Linked DNA regions of Mus musculus: region 1 is linked to region 2. Evidence: chromatin contacts called from public HiChIP or PLAC-seq data. All regions are on one chromosome and are shown on one strand. The core of a region is the stretch at or near the end of the contact, and the rest is flanking DNA. Distances in the headings are between cores, read along the strand shown. Region 1 has its middle 23 kb from the start of Gm22249. Region 2 holds the start of Slc2a9 (solute carrier family 2 (facilitated glucose transporter), member 9).

Region 1 (5,531 bases), core at 3,000-5,499, 41 kb before region 2:
CCAAGCTGGCAGAGACAGCTCTACCAGACCAGGGGACACTTTCATGTGTTACTGCCTGGCAGGTTTTTTTTTTTTTTTCATAAAAATAGTATTTTTAAACTATAAGAAGAGAAACCATGTTGCAGGAGAATACCCATCAAGTGACCCCATTTCGAGTGTTACCATCTAACTCTGAGTGTGTGTGTGATAGTGTGGCTTCATTTCTTTAGGGACTTTTCAAAAGAAAAAGAAAATGGCCCACACCTATGGTTCTCACCGCTTCAACAAGAAAGATCTGTATGTGCTGTCCAGGGAGCACAGACTGTCATGGTGAGAAAGCCCCATTTGTCATTACTGGTGGCCACGCACCTGAGCACCCAGTTGCAGGCACTGATTTCTTGGAGAGGCATTCACAGTAGTGGATGGGACCTGCCCTCCTCTTCTGAGGTCCAAAATGATAGCTCTGTGCCAGTCAGCTACATTTGGGGTTATAGGTATAGCTTTGGCTTCCTGAATCAGCAAAGATCTAAGGAGACACACGTGCATGCATACCCTTAGGCTACCCAGAATCAGCATAGCTTGTCCAGCAGCTGGGCTCATCAACCAGTTTTAGGCAACGTGATACCTAGTTCTCACCCTTTTCCCTTTCTCCAGTGGCATCTCAGTGGGTATACTAACCATACTGAAGATGGGTAGGGGTGGGTCCCATTCCCAGCAGGAGATGGCCAACACAAATTCATTGGTATGTGGGGAGAGGTGTTTTAATAGCCTTACAAGTCTTTTGCTTGTGTATTATGATTTCCAGTTTTGTGTATATGTGATGAGAGAGAGCAGGTGTATGTTTCTCATGCTGTGTGTGGGGGGGGGGGTTCTAGTTTGGTTTGTTTTCATTTATTATTGCCTGTTTTTTTACTAAGGAAAAGGAAGGCTTTGAGTTGTGTAGGCGGGGAGGATCTGGGAGGAGAAGTGGGAGGGGAAACCATGAACAGAATATACTGTATGAAAAAAAAATGTACTTTTCAATTACTTTAAAAGTAATTGCTCAATTAAAAGGAAATCTGGATTAAAAACTAGGTGTGTGGACTGTTTTTCCCGGTTCACACCAATATGTTAGATGCTTAGACAAAAAGGCCCAACTTAGGAGGTTGTTGACTCCTATAGGTGCGGGGATACAGCTGTCTCCACCCAGCACTGCCCTTCTAGAGCAGTCTCCTGTACACCAGGCATTTGTCAGGAAGCAGAGTACACTCTTGTTGATGATACTAAGATGGAATCCAGGGTGTCTCATGCTCGGCCAGTGCTTTCCCACTGAGCTACACCCTCAGCTGTACCTGTTCCCAGTGTTAAAGGAATCAGTCTGCTCCTTAGGAGTATGTTAGAGCAGAACTGCTTTTTTTCTTGGACCTCAGACTTGATGTGTAGCTGAGGCTAGCCCTGACACCCTGCCCCTCCTGCCTCCACCTCCCAAATGCTGGAAGCTTTCAGTACTTGGTTTTTGTAGTGTACACGTGTAAATTGAACGTGACACTGAAAACTGCTGCCAAACTTCTCTTGGAGAAGCTGACAGTGCAGTGACATGTTGGTGGTGGCGGCCAGACAGCTAGGTGTGAAAGTACTTCTCCAAGGATCTCTTGGGGTTAGTCTTGTGTGAAGTGAAGTGACTTTCCTCATCAGGTCACTTGCTCCCAGTATGGACCTGGGATTGGTAGGCTTTGAAATGTAGACCCTTCTTAAGGCCCGGAAGAGGTTGTGACCATGTGATGTGCCACTGAAAACCGAGCAAAACTACACTTGAGTGTAAAGAAACTGGTAAACCCAGCCTTTATCAGAGCACACTTACCAGAAAGATACCCCCTAAAGTTAGAGTGGCGTTGTTTTACATTTTAGAAAATGTCACTAATGTGTGATGCATTCATTGTTTTAGTTGAAGCAAGTGAAAATCTGGTCTCAGTAGAAGAGGATAAGGACTTGATCCACTTTGCAGAGAGCTCTGGGTCTTCATCTTGGACCCTTTCCCCCAAAATAGACCAGTGAGAAGCCAGACATTAATTGTTTTGAGCAATCTGAAACCATAGCCACTGACTTCCTGTTGTAGTGTGAAAAATTTAAAAAACAATCCAACACTACTGCAGGCAAGAGGTGACATGTGGTCCTCAGCACATGTACATGCACAGAGAAAAAGAGGGGAAGGGAGAGGGAGAGAGGGAGAGGGAGAGAGAGAGAGAGAGAGAGAGAGAGAGAGAGAGAGAGAGAGAGAGAGAGAGAGAGAGAGAGAGCGCAAGCTCATTCCCACTTTATAGGAGAACATACTTTCAGAGCCGAAGGGCTGGAACCTGGGAAGAACACCCCAGAAAAAGGTAGCCTCATGCCCAGCCTGTTTACTCCAGAAGGGAGGCAAGGAGAGCAACCAACCTCCCATTCACAGCAAACTGAGTCACTGCTGGGCAAATCCAAGGACATATTAAGGTGCTTTGTTTTGTTTCTGACATGTATGTTAACAGTATATTTGGATTGCAAGGTAGATTTTTTTTTAATCTTTTATCAGTTGCATGCCATCTTCAGTGTGCAAGATGCTCTCAATACTCTGCAGCCTAGATAGAGCGGACCCAGTTGATGCCCAGTGAACACGCAGCTATAAAAAGGACGGAGCTGTGGCAGCTGTGCCACAAGCATACAGAAAGCCACAGGTGCCCACCACACTTGGTCTGATTTGCAGCTCAAGAATGGCTTTTCCCAACAGCCACATGGCTCACACTGAGCATATATTTCAGCATAGAGTAGCTTATTTTTAACTAATAAATACCCTGCCCAATTAGAATTCTACGTACGATTGTATATCTAAAAGTTTTACAGAACAAAGTTTGACAACCACTGAATGGAACCAACTCTAAAAAGCAGTAATTTATTTCAATGGAATAAAAACCAACCTTAAGTTCGCCCAACCATTTAGTTTCAGAAAGATGCAGAAGTTGTACCTGGCCCCACAGAGACTTGATGTGCCAGGGTGGGGAGAAACGGGGGGGGGGGGGGCACCCACTCAGAGAAGAAGGGGAGGGAAGACTGGAGGAAGGGATGTGGGAGGGGGGCAGTGAGTGGGATGTAAAATGAGTGAGTAAAAAATTATATACATATATATATATATATATATATATTTCCTTTAATTCTTACTTTTTTATATATTATTATTCAAAAGGGAAATTTTCCTAAGAAAAACAGGGCTAGAGATACAGCTCAGTGGGACAGTGACTGTCTAGCAGGAGACCCCCATATTCCATCACCAACACCATAAATAAACACATAAACAAGAGTGTAATTACTCCTCTGGGTGAACATTAAAGGTTGTTTCCAATGGTGGTGAGAGGCTACAAACCAGAAACAGGGAGCATGCGTTTGATCCTGATCTTGAGGCATAGTGGCCATGAAGAGCTTAGGCCCAGGCAAGGTAGCACAGGTCTTTAATCTCCAGAGACAAGCAGATTTCTGAGTTCAAGGCCAACATGGGACATAGCAAATTCTAAGTGAAGAAAAACTTAAAGTCCAAGTACATACCTTTAATCCCAACCTTCTGGAGACATAGCCATGCAGATCTCTTGAGTTCAAGGTCAATCTACAGAATAAGTTCCAGGACAGTCAAGCTTAAGCAGTGAGGGATTTGGAAAACAGAAGGCTGGTAGAATGAGGAGGGGGGTGTCCCAGCCCAGCAAGCAGCAGAACTTGACAGCTTCAGTCAAATGGCTCTCGTTTTAGAGTCAAGAATAGAAAGGGCCACCTACTGAAATTCTCCACTGGAAACCTCTTGGGTCAGGTCTGTACAGTTCAAATCAAGCAGCAACAAAGCCTTCCATATTTCTACTAGGATGGATAATTAAGCTCCTACTTAAAGCCTTTCACTGTTTTCCAAACCCAAAGTCTCAAAATCCACATACCTCCAAATAAAAACATGGTCAACCCTATCACAGCAATACCCCAGTCCCTGGTACCAACTTCTTAGTTAGGGTTTTACTGCTGTGAGCAGACACCATGGCCAAGGCAACTCTTACATTTAATTGGGGCTGGCTTACAGGTTCAGAGGTTCAATCCATTATCACCAAGATGGGAGCATAGCAGTGTTCAGGCAGTATGGTGTGTGACGAACTGAGAGTTCTACATCTTCATCTGAAAGCCACTAGAAGACTGGCTCCCACATAGTTAGGAGGAGGGTCTCATTGCTCAACCCCACTGTGACACACTTCCTCCAACAGGACCACACCCACTTCAACAAGGCCATACCTACTAATAGTGCCACTCCTGAGCCAACCCTATTGTGATGGTTTGTATAAAGGTATGGCCCTGTTGTAGTAGGTGTAGCCTTGTTGGATGGAGTAGGTGTGTCATTGTGAGTGTGGGCTTTAAGACCCTCATCCTAGCTGCCTGGAAGCCAGTATTCTGCTAACAGCCTTCAGATGAAGATATAGAACTCTCATCTCTGTCTGTACCATGCCTGCCTGAATGTAGCCATGTTCCTGCCTTGATAATGAACCTGTAAGTCAGCCCCAATTAAATGTTGTCCTTATAAGAGTTGCCTTGGTCATGGTGTCCGTTCACAGCAGTAAAACCCTAGCTAAGACTCATATTCAAAGTGCAACCTTTTTCTAGAAATTTCCTCCACGTTATTCCCCAATTGCCATTGGGGCTTCACTTTCATTGGCCCTTCCTGGATCCTCAGGGGAGGAAGTGGGAGGCAGGAACAGCCTGGGGTGATGGAGGCCTCAGGCAATGGGCAGCACAGTAAGAAACAAACTCCAGATGAGGCAGGCTTCATTGAGCAGCTCATTTAATTGAAAACAAAGGAAAACAAAGGCTATTTAAACATCTGAGGAGTGGGTGGAGACTTTTGAAGTGAGTGTAAGTCTTTGACTGGGGCTAAGGTACTGGGAATGCTTTATTGCATGATGGGGAATTCCAGGTGCTTGCTGGACATGACCATATAAGGAGAAGAGAAGTTTAACCTGGCTTCAACTATGTGACCTCTTAGGTGGGGACTAAGGTTGGGGATGGGGATGGGGGTTGGGGGGTACAGGACTTGCAGGTCCTGGCAGGGGAGGGAGTGGTCCTCACTCCCACTACTCTAGAGATATTTCCAGGGTTAGACAGACTCTACCCCACTGCTGCTCCAGTCTGGTTCCTCCTGGTTCCTTGATACCCTGGCCTCACACTCAATGTGATTTGGAGGGATACTGGCCCAAAGCAAGGGTGTCTGAGCTCCAGATTGTGACTCTCCAGCCACATACACCCCCATTCCAGACAAATCCCCTCCCAGTTCTCAGCTTGCCCTCACTTGTCAATTCCTTTTGTTATTTTTTTTTAAAGATTTATTTATTACATGTAAGTACACTGTACTGTCTTCAGACACCCCAGAAGAGGGCATCAGGTCTCATTACAGATGGTTGTGAGCCACCATATGGTTGCTGGGATTTGAACTCAGGACCTTCGGAAGTGCTCTTAACCACTGAGCCATCTCTCCAGCCCCCCTTTTGATATTATTTAAAAGATTTATTTATATATTATACGTA
Region 2 (5,962 bases), core at 595-3,094:
CCTGAACCTGACTGTGGGATGCCTGCTAGTGTCTGTAAAATGGTGGGAACACCAAGTCTGCTTGGCTCAAACCTAACACTTAGCAGCCGAGAAGATCCCCTCCCGCCTTGGCTTACAGCCAAAGTAAGCCCACTGCAACCTCTACGTGGACACCTATGCCCCGATTCAGTTCTCTTGGTCAATCTGTTCCTGGCAAAGAATAGAAGTGGAGAAACTAGCAACTCAAGGGATATCCATGAGTCTTTCCGGGGTTTCAAGAAATTTGAGCCCTATTTCTTCCTCCTATAGTTCTTTTCTGTTATTAACCACGGTAACTATCAACTATCATTGTGTGTGTGTGCTCATGCATGCATGTGTGCATGTGGGGTGTGTGTGTGTGTGTAAGAGAGAGAGACAGAGAGAGAGGCAGAGACAGAGGTCATCATCTCTCGTTCACCCGGGCAGCCCTCTAAGATTTGATTTACGATAGTCCGTCTGAAGAGGGACATCTGACCTTCAGGGATCCTGTCCTCAACAATAAGAAAGATAAGGGTGGGGTAGAAAACAAGTTGGTTCCCCAAGACAGCCACAGGGTGACACAGGGCCTTGGCACCCTCCCTGACAGAGTGCCCAGCTGTTCTTGCACGTGTGTGTTAACCACCTGTATCCTGGTGCTCTTGAACTTGTCCAGGGTGAACCCGGGAAGTTTTAAGTCGGATAGGGGTCACCTGATGCATCTCAGCAAGCTTTTACTAGCTGATGAGAACTGTTGCAGTGGAAAAGAAAACAGCACAGAGGGAAGCTGGGGAGCAGGTGAGGGAGAAAGGAGACCATGACTGTGAAGTCCTTGGTGTGAAGGAATGCGGCTATCCCCAACTTCTCTTCTGCAGATCCCTCCTGCACCTTAGGCCCCAGCCATGTAGGCTTTTTTTTTCCCTGTCACCAGCATCAGCTATCTGGCTATCTGTGCCTGCAGAAGGTGTCCCAGGGTGAGGAATGTCAGGCTGAGCAGTTACCTGGGCTCTGTGAATCCCTGGCATTGAACCGAGGCTGGTCTTTCTCGCCCAGGGTGGTCCCTGCTTACCCTGGACAGCATTGTCTCCTTCCATTACCATGGACAGCATTGTCTCATCTGGGCTGGATGCCTTCACGTGCATGTGACAATCATGTCCCCAGAAGTTTCCTTTCTCACCTTCTTTATCTCCACATGTCCTTTCCAGACACAGCTTCTCAGAGTCTTGTGTGGGGACTTGAACACTGCCCCTCACTCCCTACACATTCCTCATTGACCAAGCCTGCTTCTGTCCCCTCCCACCCTATCAGAACACATAATTTACGTAGCCTGCCTTGACCATGGCTCACTGAAAATACTTCTCTGACTGACATTGAAGCAAACTGACCACAGAGTAAATTAATTCTCAGGCTGTCCTGGGGCATACAAGGTCGTTGTCTCGTTACGCGTTACGCTTTTATTGAGCCAGTTAGGACCTGCAGAGAGGGCCACCGACATCGCTGCACGCTGCTCTGCCCATTTGCTCTTTGAGCAGCAGAACTGACTCTGCAGGACAATTAGAGAAAGATCAATATTTCATTTTGCCCCGACAGAATGGAAGCTCAGAGCACGGCCAAGACTTGCCCGTGGACACAGATAAGAGGAGGAGTCAGTGCTGGAACCCATCCAGCTTCTAAGGAGAAAGCCAACAACCTTTGGCCTTGATTCTTAGGAGGTTTCTCTGGGTTTGTGCCAGCTGCCCCATCCAGAGCTCTGGCCTTGTTAGAGAGAATCATAAATGGAGGGGGGGGGGGAGGGGAGCCAAACAAAACAAAACGAAACCAAAAAAAAACCATGACTTGGGCGTGACTCCGGGGAGCGAAGCTGTCTCAGTTGCTTGGGAGCAGGGGAGCAATGTCGCTCGCTTCCTGTTCAGGCATGATCACAGAGCCACGCTTCCTGCTCTGCCCTCCTTCCTGTGGACTCTGCCTCCTCGCTGCAGAGATGCCCTGGCAAGTCCAGGGTCCTGGAGCCAGGAAGAAAAAAGATGGATTCCAGGGAGCTTGCTTTAGCTTCCCTGATGTGTGACACCGGTGGCCCTGGGGAGCTCTCTGTGGGTCACCAGCAGAGGAGGACAAAGGTAAACACAGACCGGCTTCTGTCCTGTGGGGGGTGCAGGCCTGGGTAGCTGCTACTACCAGACAGAGCTCAGCCCCTGTCTGGCAGCTGTGGAGCATACCACCTGGAGCGGGAACGCTGGAGTTTGGAGTTTGAACTCTCTCTCTCTCTCTCTCTCTCTCTCTCTCTCTCTCTCTCTCTCTCTCTCTCTCTCTCTCTCCTTAGCCTTCACTCTCTACCACCTCTGCCATCCCATCAGGGCACTGAGAATGAGGCTCTGGTGGACAGCTCTCTCATGCTTGCTCAGAGCTGACTGCCTTTTCTTTCCTAGGGCAGGCAAACAGTAATACTCTTGATCATAGACTCCTCCTCTTATCTGTGTCCAGTGGGAAGAAGTGTGTGTGTGTGTGTGTGTGTGTGTGTGTGTGTGTGTGTGAGAGAGAGAGAGAGAGAGAGAGAGAGAGAGAGAGAGACAGAGAGACAGAGAGAGAGAGAGACAGAGAGAGAGAGACAGACAGACAGAGACAGACAGAGAGACAGAGACAGAGAGACAGAGAAGCAAGGAAACCCCTCCCCCCCCCCCCCGCCCCAGAAGAGGGGCTGAGGCAGGAGACAGCTTCTATATGCCATTCTCCCTTGCCGAGCAGGACCCTTCCAGATCTGATGGGAGTAGTCCACCCTTAATTAAGATGAGAGTTGAGAGCCATGGGGAGGTGGCAGGGTCTAGAAAAGAGGCTTAAGATAGCTGGCACTAGGCAGTTCCACCATGCCCCCAGCACGCAGGAACTGCACACTGCCTCGGCAGCAGGCTTGGCACCAGACACAGGAGACAAGCAACCTAGTCCCAGCCCTCAGGATAAGCCCCACCCCCTGGAACCTGACAGGGCACACATGCAGTGCCCGGCCCTCTTCTTCTCCTGCAAACCCCTTATGGTGTGGATTCTATTACCACCCTCATCTTAAAGATGAGGAAGCTGATCAAGGAGTGGCCATGTTACTGGTCAAAGCTTACACACTGTAGAAGCTGCAGTGTTAGGATCCAAAGTTGAATCAGAGATAAACATGAGAGATGGCAGGGAGTGGGGGGGTGGGGGGGGAGGAGCTGGGGGAGGCACATGGGTGGTGGCTTTCAGGAAGCTGTTCAGAGGAAGGGGCTTTGGCAATGGGTCTGAGGTAATGAGAAAACCTCTAGGACTTTGGGTGGGCAGGGTGGGGAGAGCTAAGCTTGTGTGTCTTGGCAGAGGCTGAACCAGAGGGAGGTAAAGAGAAATAAAAGAAGAGCTTTCTTTCTTTCTTTCTTTCTTTCTTTCTTTCTTTCTTTCTTTCTTTCTTTCTTTCTCTTCCTTCCTTTCTCTCTCTCTCTTTCTTTTTTCTTTCTTTCTTTCATTTTTCTTTCTTCCTTTCTTCCTTTCGAACTGGCTGTGTCTAGCAGCCCACTGCGTTTTCAGCAGCGGTACTGTTATTAAAAGCCCATTTGACAGATGGACAAGTTGAACCCCAGAAACTTCCAGTCTCTGCTTAGATGCCCACTACTCTATGGTACTAGAGTCTAACAAGAGGAGACTAAGGGCAGAGCATGGAGTTGCTGTTAGGGGCCACTGCAGTTTCCCAAACTATACATGTGCCTGATCTTGGTCCCTTAACTAGACATTGTCTTAGTACACCCCTGGGGGTGGCAGGATCTAGTACCTACAAAATACATGCCTGTGCACACAAATATGTTAAGTGGTGGCTGCCAGAGCCCCTGGTTCCCTCCACCAGACCACAGGCCTGTGGCAGCTCTCCAGTCCCCAGCAGGTGCCAGCTGGTCAGCCTTCCTTCACTAAGACTCGGTGTTCATGAGCATGGCCAGGTCCTGGCTGTGGTCATCTTGAATGAGGCTGGGACAGGAGTACCTGGATGCAGCTCTCAGATTCTCAGCGTAAGCCCCGCCTGCATCTCTATCTGCAGGTCCTTATTCTTAGGTGTGCTGACCAGCTTGTAGGCTGATGCTTTGTCCTGGAACTGTGCATGTGTGTACATGCACATGCACATGAGTGTGCATCTGTGTGGCTATCAGCCATCTCAGACCCCGGTGAAGAGTCAGCTGTGCTGGTCGGGAGCCTTGTCCTGCAATGGGGACCAGCTCAGCTCCAGGCTGCTCCTCAGGCAGCACCAGGGACAGCTCTGCACACCTTCTCTGTGACACTGGGTGGAACTGGACTGACTAGGGACTCAGGGAAGAATGGTACAGAGAAAGCACCTAGAACTGTGCCTGGTGGTAGCGCTCAAGGAGTGCTAGCCGCTGCTAACAACTTAGCTTTGCCTTTTGCTCCTGCTGGATCAGACAGCGGCCACATCCAGCACAGGCCTGCTGGGTGTGTGTGTGGGGGGGGGGGTGCGGAGACCCTCAGGCTGCCTTGCAGGAAGACAGCTGTATAGTGGGACCTCAGGGCAGGAACTCTGCCTTGCCGCACCCCCCCTCCCCACCCCCAACTGCTTCTTTTCCCTCCTGATTTTCCCTCTGGGATGCCTTCCGGCTAAGGAGGCATCCCACTCTGACACCTTCGTCTTCTCTCCCTTCCCAGAAATGGTCCTTCTCGCTCGTCGTGGCAGCTCTCGTGGGAGCCTTCGGGTCCTCCTTCCTCTACGGGTACAACCTCTCCGTGGTGAACGCGCCCACGCCGGTGAGTGTCCGACCGCCAGAGGGCGCTGCGCCCACGCAGGGTGACCAGCAAAAACAGGGTGGATGGGGGGAGGAGAGAGAGATTGAGAGAGTTGTCGCAGAACTGAGGTATCCTTCAGTACAGACCGGGCTGGGCTTGAGGACTTTAATGCCAGTGCAAGTATTTTAGGAGATTGGAGCGCACGGACTTGTCCTTTTTAATTTAAATTTTACTCACACTCAGAGCCACCTGTTATGACTCACCCCTGGCTCCTGTTTCAGCCTGAGGTCAATTCCAGGCTCTCTGCTGGTAGCAGGAGAAGGTGTGCCCCAGGCCAGGTTTTCTTCTGCCAACTCCTGGCAGGATGGAGGCGGTAACGGGAGGGGCAGAGGCTGATGCTGAGCCCAGGCTTGCAGGTAGAGGATGGGGCAGGGAGGCTACCAAATTAGAAAAACCTGGGAATAGGCTCTGAGCTCCAGGTGGTTTGAGCACTGGGCAGGCATGTTGGGGGCACCCTGAGGCCCACATAAGCCAGGCTGGTGGCTCCGGTACATCATTCTCCTGTGTCAAATACAAGGGAGCCAAGGCTGGTGGGTCTCCAAGAGGATACAGGTGCCACAGGGATGCATGCTCCATCAGTGCCAAGGCAGGTCTGGGTTGTAAAACTTGAGCTAATGCTGACATTTGAGGAGCTGTCCAAGTTATCTCAAAAATCGGCACTGATACTAAAGGCTGCTGGGAACAAACGATCTCAGGTGGTTCTTGCAGGTGTCTGCAGCTACCTGGGCCTTTGACTCTGTCATTTCAAGATGAGGCTCTGACTTACCTGAATTCATCTCTGAAAAAAACCGACTTGTGATATGGACTATTGATTTGTCTGGGAAGTTCATCAGAGCATTCACCCAAGAGAGTGGGGCCTCTGTGAAACACAGATCCATATGAGATTTGAACTCTGAGTAGTGTGATGTCACTGACCCATGAACCACAGGAAAGAGCAGTTTAGTCATTCATTCAACAAATATATACTGAGTACCTGTCACATGCTAGATGCTGGGAATCAGGAAGGCGATCTGGAGGAGGTGGACATTGAGCTGAGCCCCATATGTCTGGAAGCATTTCCAATGAGGCAGGGGCAGGGGCGGTGCGGGGGCGGGGCAGGGGCGGGGCAGAGGCAGAAGTAGGGAAACCAAAACACACAAGGCCTTCCTAGCTATATAGGGATGTCAAT

Evidence for each region. HiChIP or PLAC-seq counts read pairs in DNA pulled down with a chosen protein or histone mark.
Region 1: an H3K27ac HiChIP or PLAC-seq map of embryonic stem cells shows a contact between it and region 2, with 8 read pairs. The contact joins the enhancer-like site here to the promoter of Slc2a9 in region 2. A contact is called at or near these places in 3 of 39 promoter capture datasets (the C10 cell line, hippocampal neurons and macrophages), 3 of 15 datasets of contacts at CTCF or cohesin (the G1E-ER4 cell line, liver and pro-B cells), 33 of 484 Hi-C or Micro-C datasets (the AML12 cell line, B cells, the Ba/F3 cell line and 24 more), 8 of 115 datasets of contacts at active chromatin or transcription factors (the 230-238 cell line, the HPC-7 cell line, bone marrow-derived dendritic cells and 4 more) and 4 of 9 other capture datasets (adipose tissue, liver, macrophages and 1 more).

Annotation. Positions count from the first base shown.
Region 1 is chr5:38,520,284-38,525,814 of GRCm38.p6, reverse strand. No RefSeq gene overlaps it. Among named protein-coding and RNA genes, the nearest start is that of Gm22249, 23 kb to the left of the region's middle. Within about 2 kb of position 4,249, at least 5 of the 459 cell types and tissues checked have an H3K27ac peak or open chromatin away from gene starts, as enhancers often do. A contact at or near this core is called in embryonic stem cells, where this site is marked.
Region 2 is chr5:38,476,188-38,482,149 of GRCm38.p6, reverse strand. Slc2a9 (solute carrier family 2 (facilitated glucose transporter), member 9) reads left to right here and starts at 1,844. Exons shown (of 12, transcript NM_001102414.1): 1 at 1,844-2,111; 2 at 4,657-4,755. The coding sequence starts at 2,019.